3 separate regions of the Zea mays genome follow, and all the other regions are linked to region 1. The links are chromatin contacts, called in public Hi-C maps. All regions are on one chromosome and are shown on one strand. The core of a region is the stretch at or near the end of the contact, and the rest is flanking DNA. Distances in the headings are between cores, read along the strand shown. Region 1 holds the start of LOC100283945 (choline-phosphate cytidylyltransferase B). Region 2 holds the start of LOC100383166 (Plastidal glycolate/glycerate translocator 1 chloroplastic). Region 3 holds the start of LOC100283395 (26S proteasome non-ATPase regulatory subunit 13 homolog A).

Region 1 (2,700 bases), core at 31-2,530:
TCACACACGAAAAGGGAAAATACAACTAGACTTGTTGTGCTGTTGGATCTTGTTATACAGATAGTATAATATGATGCATCTTTGTACAATTTTGGCAGCAAAGCAGGCACAATTTTATGAATACAGAATGCTCGCAAATTCAAGCGCGCACGCACATATCACACAGACACAACAATGGTTTTTAAAGCGGTAAGGCGGTCCAAGGCGTTGGAGCACCGCCTGGACGCCTAGGCGAGGTAGGCGGGCAAGGCGCCTAGACGTTAGACCACCGCCCTGACGCCTAGGCGACGCCTTAAGAACAGAGGACACAACAGAAGGAGGTCCCTACTGACAAATTGGGCATGCTAGTTAGAAATGACCGAACATGTTAATACTAGACTGTGCATCATACTGTAACGATGAATAATAAGGGGAAAATGAGAGATGCTTTGCTTTTCTGAATCTGAATTAGTAGCTAGCACTAGTAACAAACAAAAGAGTGTATATATATATTTACTAACTTGCAGTGCCGCAGGGATTCGTATCGCTCTTCCTGGGTCATGACGGTCTTGCCCTTGTAGCGGTAGGTTAGCTCGTCGTTGCAGCATCCGACGAGAAGATAGGTGTTGGGGAACCTGCGAGGTGTCGCAAAACGACACGTCAGAATCAAAACGAAACGGATGGCACTGGCACGCATGGAATCAAGCGCATCCAGATCAAGGTGATGGAGGTTGTTGAGATGTCAACTCCGGCGGGGCGGCGTGGGTTTGGCGGGCACGCGCAAGACGAGCCTGAGGGAGCGGCAAGCGCGCCGCGGCCGGCGTCGTGCAGATCTGATCTAATCTGAGACTCTTGAGTCCGAGGCATCGATATCGATGGATGGATATCAAATCGATGTGTCATTGGGGCCGATCTGACATGAAGAAAGTGAGGGGGAGGGGTAGAAGAGAAGGGACCGTACAGCATCTTGGCCTGCTCGAGGGCGCGGGCGTGGCCGAAGTGGAAGAGATCGAAGATGCCGTCGGCGTAGACGCGCACGGGGCGGTCGTCCTCGGCCTTCCTCTTTGCGGCGGTGCTGGTGTCGGTGCTGCTGAGCGCGGAGGCGGGCTTGGCGCCCTGCCGCTTCTTGGCATTGGAGACGCGCGCCATCTTTCTCGCTGGGATGGTAACGATTTGCGCAGGCGAAGGGGGGTTGGAGGTGGATGGCTGCCTGGTCGAACTGCTCAGTTCGGCCTCCCTTCCTGGGAGGGCAAGGCCGCGTGCAGGCTCGCCAATAAAAAGGCGCGGATCGCTGCGGAACTCGATCCATCCACCTGGTGGGGGCGCGGGGTTGAAGGCGGGGAGCGGCGGGACCGTGTCCACTCCACGGTGTCCGTGTCAACCGCCCATGTGCTGGGAATCCACAAAACATCGCTACTTTGAAACAATCTAAGGCTAGGCTAACCACATTTTTTTCTAAGAATTTTCATTTTCCCAAGAAAAAATAAATTAATTTTCTATAAAAAAATAGAAATCACTTGGAAAAATATGGTTCCAAACTAGTACTAAATAAAATATCACTCGTTTTCAAGCAATTTTAAAAACAGCATCAGTTTCATCAAATAAATTTAGAAACAGCATTTCATCTATATTTTTTCATTCTTTTATTTCTCAGCTCACAAAAACTGGACCAAATTGCCCCTATCATTTCCCAGCCTTATTTTTTATCTATTCAGTCCATAAGAACAACATAAATGCGTACAAATATATGAACACTATTTTATATTATTAAGAATAATATTAAACATACAAATAAACACAAATATTTTGTAAGGATAAAGTTTAGATTTAACAATTAAACTTCAAAACTATATTCTGGGATGGAGGGAGTAGTTTTTATACAACATATTTTTTTAATAAGACAAATGATTGAAGTTTTTGAAAAAAACAACCACGTCAAATAAAAAGGAACAGAGAAAGTACATTTGAAGACCATTCGATGAACCAAGTATGTCTAAATTTTAGTAGCTTGATGTTGAAAATATTTAGGTTTGAAATTCAACGGTTAAATCTAAACTTTTTCCTTCATAAAAAAATATGTGCCTATTTGTATGTTTAACACTATAAAAATAAGGGTAATTCCATGTATGCCATCGGGAATTATTTTCATCTCTTATGTGTCACTGGTCCCACATGTCACACACACAAAAAAATCTTATATGCCACCCATGGCACACAAGGGATGAAAATACATTTTGATGGCATACATGGAATTAGTCCATAAAAATAGAGCTTATATGTTTTATCAGTTTATGTTTTTATGGACATAAGAGATAAAAATAGGATGTGAAATGAATAGGGATAATTTGGTCTATCTATATGTGGTGTAAGCAATAAAAAATGCAAAATATAGATAGGGTGTTATTTTCTGAAATAATTTGGTGAAACCGGTGCTATTCTATGAAATGCTTGAAAATGGATACTATTTTCTAAACGTCTTCTCAAACCAGTGTTGTTTTGTGGATTCTCCCCTGCGCGCGAGGGCTTGGGACCTGCACGACAGGGATAAAAAAACGGTTTCTTCTTATCGGACCAGACCAGTAACAATTTTTTAGCCAGTTTTTTGAAATTCATTTGAAATTCACGAAACTTGAAAAATATTAAAAAACAGCGAAATAGATTAAAAAAATAACGAAAACCGGTAAAACCCAGCGTCTTCTAAATCGAGAAATCCGAGAAACT
Region 2 (2,700 bases), core at 99-2,598, 430 kb before region 1:
ACCGTACGTCAGTCCAAAACTAACTGCATACTTGGGATCCTATTGATCGATCGAGTTTATACAAGCGTACGTATTTACCCAGAACCAACCATGTATCCCAGCACATTAGCAGCAAGCAGGAAAGGAAGGCATGTTCTTGCCGTGGTACCAAACGCCGTGGGATTGAAACATGCGACGCCGAACGACGCGACGAATATAGCTGACCATGCCCAGATCTCCGACGTGGAAAACGGCGACGGCTTCTTCGTGGGCTCCGATGGTGCAAGAAGCTCTGTCTTCACGAGTTTTCGCATGGCTAACACTGTATATCCTGCCACCGTCAGGGTAGCAAACCAGCCACCAACTGAAAAAGTAGTTTCACATCCCATGAATAGCTAAACATAACGGCTAGCACAGAAGATCCCGACAGCATATATATATATATATATATATATATATATATATATATATATATATATATATATATATATATATATATATATATATATACGCGATGAAAAGGACTCATTCATACAAGTGATTGCAAGGATCTTGATTCCTGAGGCCGCTGGAATATCCCCGACGGCGAGCGGCAGCACGACCAGTGTCGGGACGTAGAACAAGGACAGCCACCTCTGGATGAACAGCGTGGCGGGCTCAAAGAAGCCAATGAACGCCTTCGCGAGAGGAGGCACGAATGTGTCGAAGACTACGAGCACCGAGAAGACACAGAACATGCCGAAAAGGGCACTCGGGAACTTGATGGACGCGGCGACGAATGCCTGCTTGAGGAACTTGTCCATGGCGAGCAGAATGCCCAGCGACACGAGCAGATGCGCCACCCCGATAATCTGCATATATACAAGCATCAGGTTCGATTCTTGAAGAGAGAGAGAACGATGTGTCAAATATAAAGGAAAGCGTCTTCTCACGGCGGGCAGCACTCCTGTGGAAGCACTGGCGGCGTGTCCGGTGCCAGCGGTGGAGCTGGGGACGATAAGGCGGCGGCGAAGGTCGGCCGACGATGATCGTTTAAGCGTGGTGGCCTCATTGTTGGCTGGACCCATGAAGCCGGTGTCGGCGGCAGGGATGCGCTTCAGTGCTGCTGTTGGTCGGACCCGGGCCCGGCACGGAGAGACGGAGGAGGAAGGGGAGCAGCAAGAAGAATGGCGGCGGCATCGAGGAGGAAGCAGCGTACAGGACCGGGCGGCCGACGACGTAGCCCGGGGAAGGGAGGAGAGCGGGTCGTGGCGGCAACGTAGGTTGGTAATCCCAATCATGGCGGTGGCGGCCATGGAGCTCGTGGGGGTGCAGAGGGAGGAGGAAGAGACGGCAGAGTTCGGTCTCTGCTCCTCCCTCGTCTTGAGCAGACGGAGGAGGCTAGCAGGCGAGGTGGTGACGGAGACTCCATTCGTCGGGATGGGATAGGAGCTACTGAACGAGAGCGAGCGATGGAAGTGTGGCTAGAAATTATCGACATGGCAGCGAGCGAGGATGGGGTTGGGATTGAGAACGTTGGGCTGCGAGAGACCCTCACCTCACTTGATCGATCAATACAATCTCTCATCCTCTTCTTCGAGGAAAGCGACGTACGGCCGCGGGGGTCGGATTTGTGGCTGTCCACGACCCGGGGCGGAAAGCCGGAAACGGACAGAACCACAGCGGCCGGGTGCGCGTGCTCGTCGTCATCCTCCTGCTCTGCGCTCGAACTTGGTGGACGTCGCCGGCTGCAGCCATGCGTGAACGGACGGCGAGATCGGCCGTGCTACCCAGGGCCCTGCAGCACTACACTCTACACGGGGTCGCCGCCGGGAACATGAACTCCTCGTCCTCCTCCGCGCCCAACACCCTGAGCTCAAAGCCCATAGACACCCGCCGGCAGGTCACCTGAACATGGAGCGGGTTGCCGTTGGATATTTTGCTGCTGCAGAGGCAGCCAGACAGGTCACAAGCATCGTTGCGGGTTCTTGCCTTCTTGCGGGACGTTGCGCTCTCATCCAATGGGCTTCGCCGCTGAGCAGCTCACATGCTGCTGCATTCTTGCGGGACGCTGCGGGCTCTCGTCCAATGGGCTTCGCGGAACAGTTCACATGCTGCCGCAAACAAGTTGCAGCTGGTCCGCATCTGCCATAAAGCATGATTTTGCGGGGCGGACATGGGGTTCCCGTAACAACAAAACCAGCCTCGTCTGCGAGCCTAGTACCAACCAAGCGCTCCTGTCGTCAGAGATGTAATGGTACCCAAAATCCAAAAAACGAATGTGTTTTGCGTGTTACAGAGAAAAGTACCAAAGACTTCAATCCAACGGGTACGGGTTGTCGGTGTAGAAGAGTGAACTGTTGTATCGATAATAGATGGGATACAATATATATTGACTCAACCCTAACTCTAATGGGTCGGCAGTCCAACAGTGGTGTCAGCCCACACACACAGTCTAACATCCTCCCGCAGTCACAACGGGGGCACCACACACGATGAGACTAGAGTAGAGGCCGAATGTAGGAGCCGACGGGTTGAAATCCCCCCGCAGTCGCAGCGTCGTAATGGTGCGAATGTTGCGGCTAGAGTAGAGACCGGTGTGTGCTCCAAGAAGACGATAGCCCCTAGATGCCGAGGTAGCCAAAGTCGAGGTGGTCGCGGTCGGGAGACACGCAACAGAAGCCTGATCTTCGGGAGGGGTCGACGTTCGAGCGTCAACGATCGGCAGGGTGACACAACAAA
Region 3 (2,700 bases), core at 141-2,640, 510 kb before region 1:
ATGGAAAATTATAAATTTGGCAAGCTTTCAATCATCATCGGTAGTCAACCCACCAACGAGTAAGTAATACTTATAAACAACCAGAATGATCAGCAAGCCCACTAGAGGATAAAGAAACTCTTGATAAAACAAATAGGCATATGAGATAACGATAATTGGTTTAGGAATTTTTTAAACAAGGCAATGAACAATTGAAAGAAGGAACTCAGCCTGCTCTGGTTTTCCTTCAACATCATTGCTCTTCAGCAATTGCACATACATACAGCATCTTTAGTTCAGTGGAAATTCAAGTAATATGTGTGATAGATATCAATTGTAGCACCCAAATGAGGATAACCAGAACAACTGCTTGATAATTTTTTAATAGATCCAATTATTCCAAATTTTATGCAAATCAATTATGTTTGGCTAAAGCAAACTGGAGCTGCAGAAGGGTACTCGAATAACATGCATAAAGTTTCATGTGTCCAAGACGCAGGCTGGTGAAACTCACAGTACATCGGAATTGAATTGAGAACCATGAGCAACAAAGAATTGACTGAATACTGGAGACTTGTATGCATTTTCCCCCACATAAGTAACTCAAAATGATTAGGCTGGCAACAATTATCCAGTCAAAACTCTTAAATCTTACTAAAACATGGGAAGTCTAGGAGGCGGGGTGGGTTTGCGGCGAGATCCGCCTTATGAACGAAGGCGTCTGTAATCCATCTGTCAGGCATCCCCATCTGTAAAGCATTAACTAACCCTAAGATGAGGAAGGCGGTGGGAGAGATAGAGGAGGAAAAGGAAGCGAACCTGTGCGACCTGGAGCTGTAAGAATTGGTCGAGCTTGAGGGTGAGCTGGTGCCATAGCTTCCGCTGGTAGAGGTCGGCGAGGGAGGCGTACCAGTCGGAGAGGTCCGGGCGCAACTGCCGCTGCGCCTCCACGTACTGCAGCGCCATCGCAACCCCACCTCCGGTTCCCGTCCCGAGCAAGCAGCTGTTGACCGATAGGATTAGAGAGAAGATCTGCTACGGCGACTGCGGCTCCGAGGGTGACGGCTGAGAGAGAGAGGAAGGGTAACAACCACCAGCAACAGCGAGTGAAAATGAAAACCCTAGCGCTGGCGGAGGTGTGGCAGCCTGGCAGGAGCAGAGGGGAAGAGGGAAGATACTTGCCGTGAGACGGAAGGGAAGGATCCGGATCGGTCGACTAGTAGATCTATCTCCGCAGGTCTGGACTCGATCGCAAGTACAAGGCAGAGAAGCCCGACGGCTGCTACGGGGCGAACGCACCAACACGAGTACATATGGTAATGAACTAAGAGCGCTCATGAACTAATGGGTACGCGAAAACCATTTTATCTGATATAAGACGACGTTAGAATGACCCTCCTAAATTATAATTTATTTGGATTCTCTGTGTCAAGCTTAACAATGGATGGTGTTCGAACCAAAAAAGAGCTGCGGACGGTCCGGCTCTGAGGCCGGACGGTCCGCGGTCCGGACAATCCGCGCCTGTGGGCCGGACGGTCCGCGCGTGCGCAGAACAGATTAGGGTTCCGAGTTTTGTGCTACGGTTGTTAGCTATATTCGCGGAATTAGCTCGGAATCAGTTGTGTAAAGGGTCCAGCCCCCCTCCTCTATAAATAGAGAGGTCTACGGCCGATTTGTATCATCAACAATCGAATCAATACAACTTCTATTCGCATTTATTTCCAGTACAATTAGGAGTAGTTCTAGTCTAGTTCTAGTTTAGCCTCTCGATCCCCAAATTCTCCGCCTCTCCTCGACTCTACGTCGATTAGAGGAGTCTAGGTCGGCCGGCCCGAGCCTAGACAACCCCTAGGATCTCTCCTCCCCGACGGGGTCCCTCCCGGGAGCGAGATCCAGGCGTCGCCGGCGATCTTCCGCCGCCCCTGCGCACGCGTGGACCGTCCGGCCCCAGGGCGCGGACCGTCCGGACGTCAGGCAGGAAAACCTAGCCCCTGCGCCAAGTCGCGGACCGTCCGGCCCCAGGCCGCGGACCGTCCGCGCCTGACCAAAGAGCACCACCGTCGGTTCTTCTTGAGTATTTGGCGCTCCGAAAAGGCGTCAACATACTTTTTGGCGACTCCGCTGGGGAAGACATATCTAAGCTTATCAAATCGGCCCTCAATGGCCGGTTCAAGGGATAGCTCTGATATTTCTCCAAGCAACATCATAGAGCCGACTTGGGAAACCTTGCCGGCTGACGAGCAGCTCCAGTTTGAGGAGCACAAGGAGCGGATGATCCAGGAGGCGAAAGCAAAGTTCTTGGCCAACTTCAAAGTGGACAGGAACAACAAGGTCGTCCGACATCGGGCGACGGATCCGGCTTCGCTCCAACCCACGCCAGATATCCCCAATGTAAGTAATACCAACGATCTGCAATCTCTTAGAAATTATGTAGAAGATCAGCGTGAACAAATGCAGAACACCATAGGGGTATGCAAAGCGATATTAAGAGACTAGTACGTGCATTTGATAAATCTAGTAACGCAAATTTTCCTTCGCACGAGGTTGAGTTAGGAGATAACGCGTGTAACACATCGGCTACAGGTTGTCACGACCAGTCACAACCCCTGTATGGGATGCCGATGGACACATACCCTAAGCAACCGCAAATCGGCAGCAAACCAGCCGATCTGCACATGCCCGGACCGTCCGCACGTGAGCGCGGACCGTCCGGGCCAGCAA

The links. Hi-C and Micro-C count contacts between places; a contact is called where the count stands out from the background.
Region 2: a contact with region 1 is called in a Hi-C map of bundle sheath, with 2.6 times the contacts expected there. The contact joins the promoter of LOC100383166 here to the promoter of LOC100283945 in region 1. A contact is called at or near these places in 4 of 25 Hi-C or Micro-C datasets (bundle sheath, ear and leaf).
Region 3: a Hi-C map of ear shows a contact between it and region 1, with 2.5 times the contacts expected there. The contact joins the promoter of LOC100283395 here to the promoter of LOC100283945 in region 1. A contact is called at or near these places in 4 of 25 Hi-C or Micro-C datasets (ear, leaf and tassel).

Annotation. Positions count from the first base shown.
Region 1 is chr1:107,277,336-107,280,035 of Zm-B73-REFERENCE-NAM-5.0, forward strand. It overlaps LOC100283945 (choline-phosphate cytidylyltransferase B), which reads right to left and starts at 1,281. Exons shown (of 8, transcript NM_001156843.2): 1 at 941-1,281; 2 at 501-614. The coding sequence starts at 1,128.
Region 2 is chr1:106,845,139-106,847,838 of Zm-B73-REFERENCE-NAM-5.0, forward strand. It overlaps LOC100383166 (Plastidal glycolate/glycerate translocator 1 chloroplastic), which reads right to left and starts at 1,349. Exons shown (of 8, transcript NM_001175831.1): 1 at 912-1,349; 2 at 515-830; 3 at 79-343. The coding sequence starts at 1,274.
Region 3 is chr1:106,765,827-106,768,526 of Zm-B73-REFERENCE-NAM-5.0, forward strand. LOC100283395 (26S proteasome non-ATPase regulatory subunit 13 homolog A) reads right to left here and starts at 1,391. Exons shown (of 8, transcript NR_178211.1): 1 at 1,162-1,391; 2 at 799-982.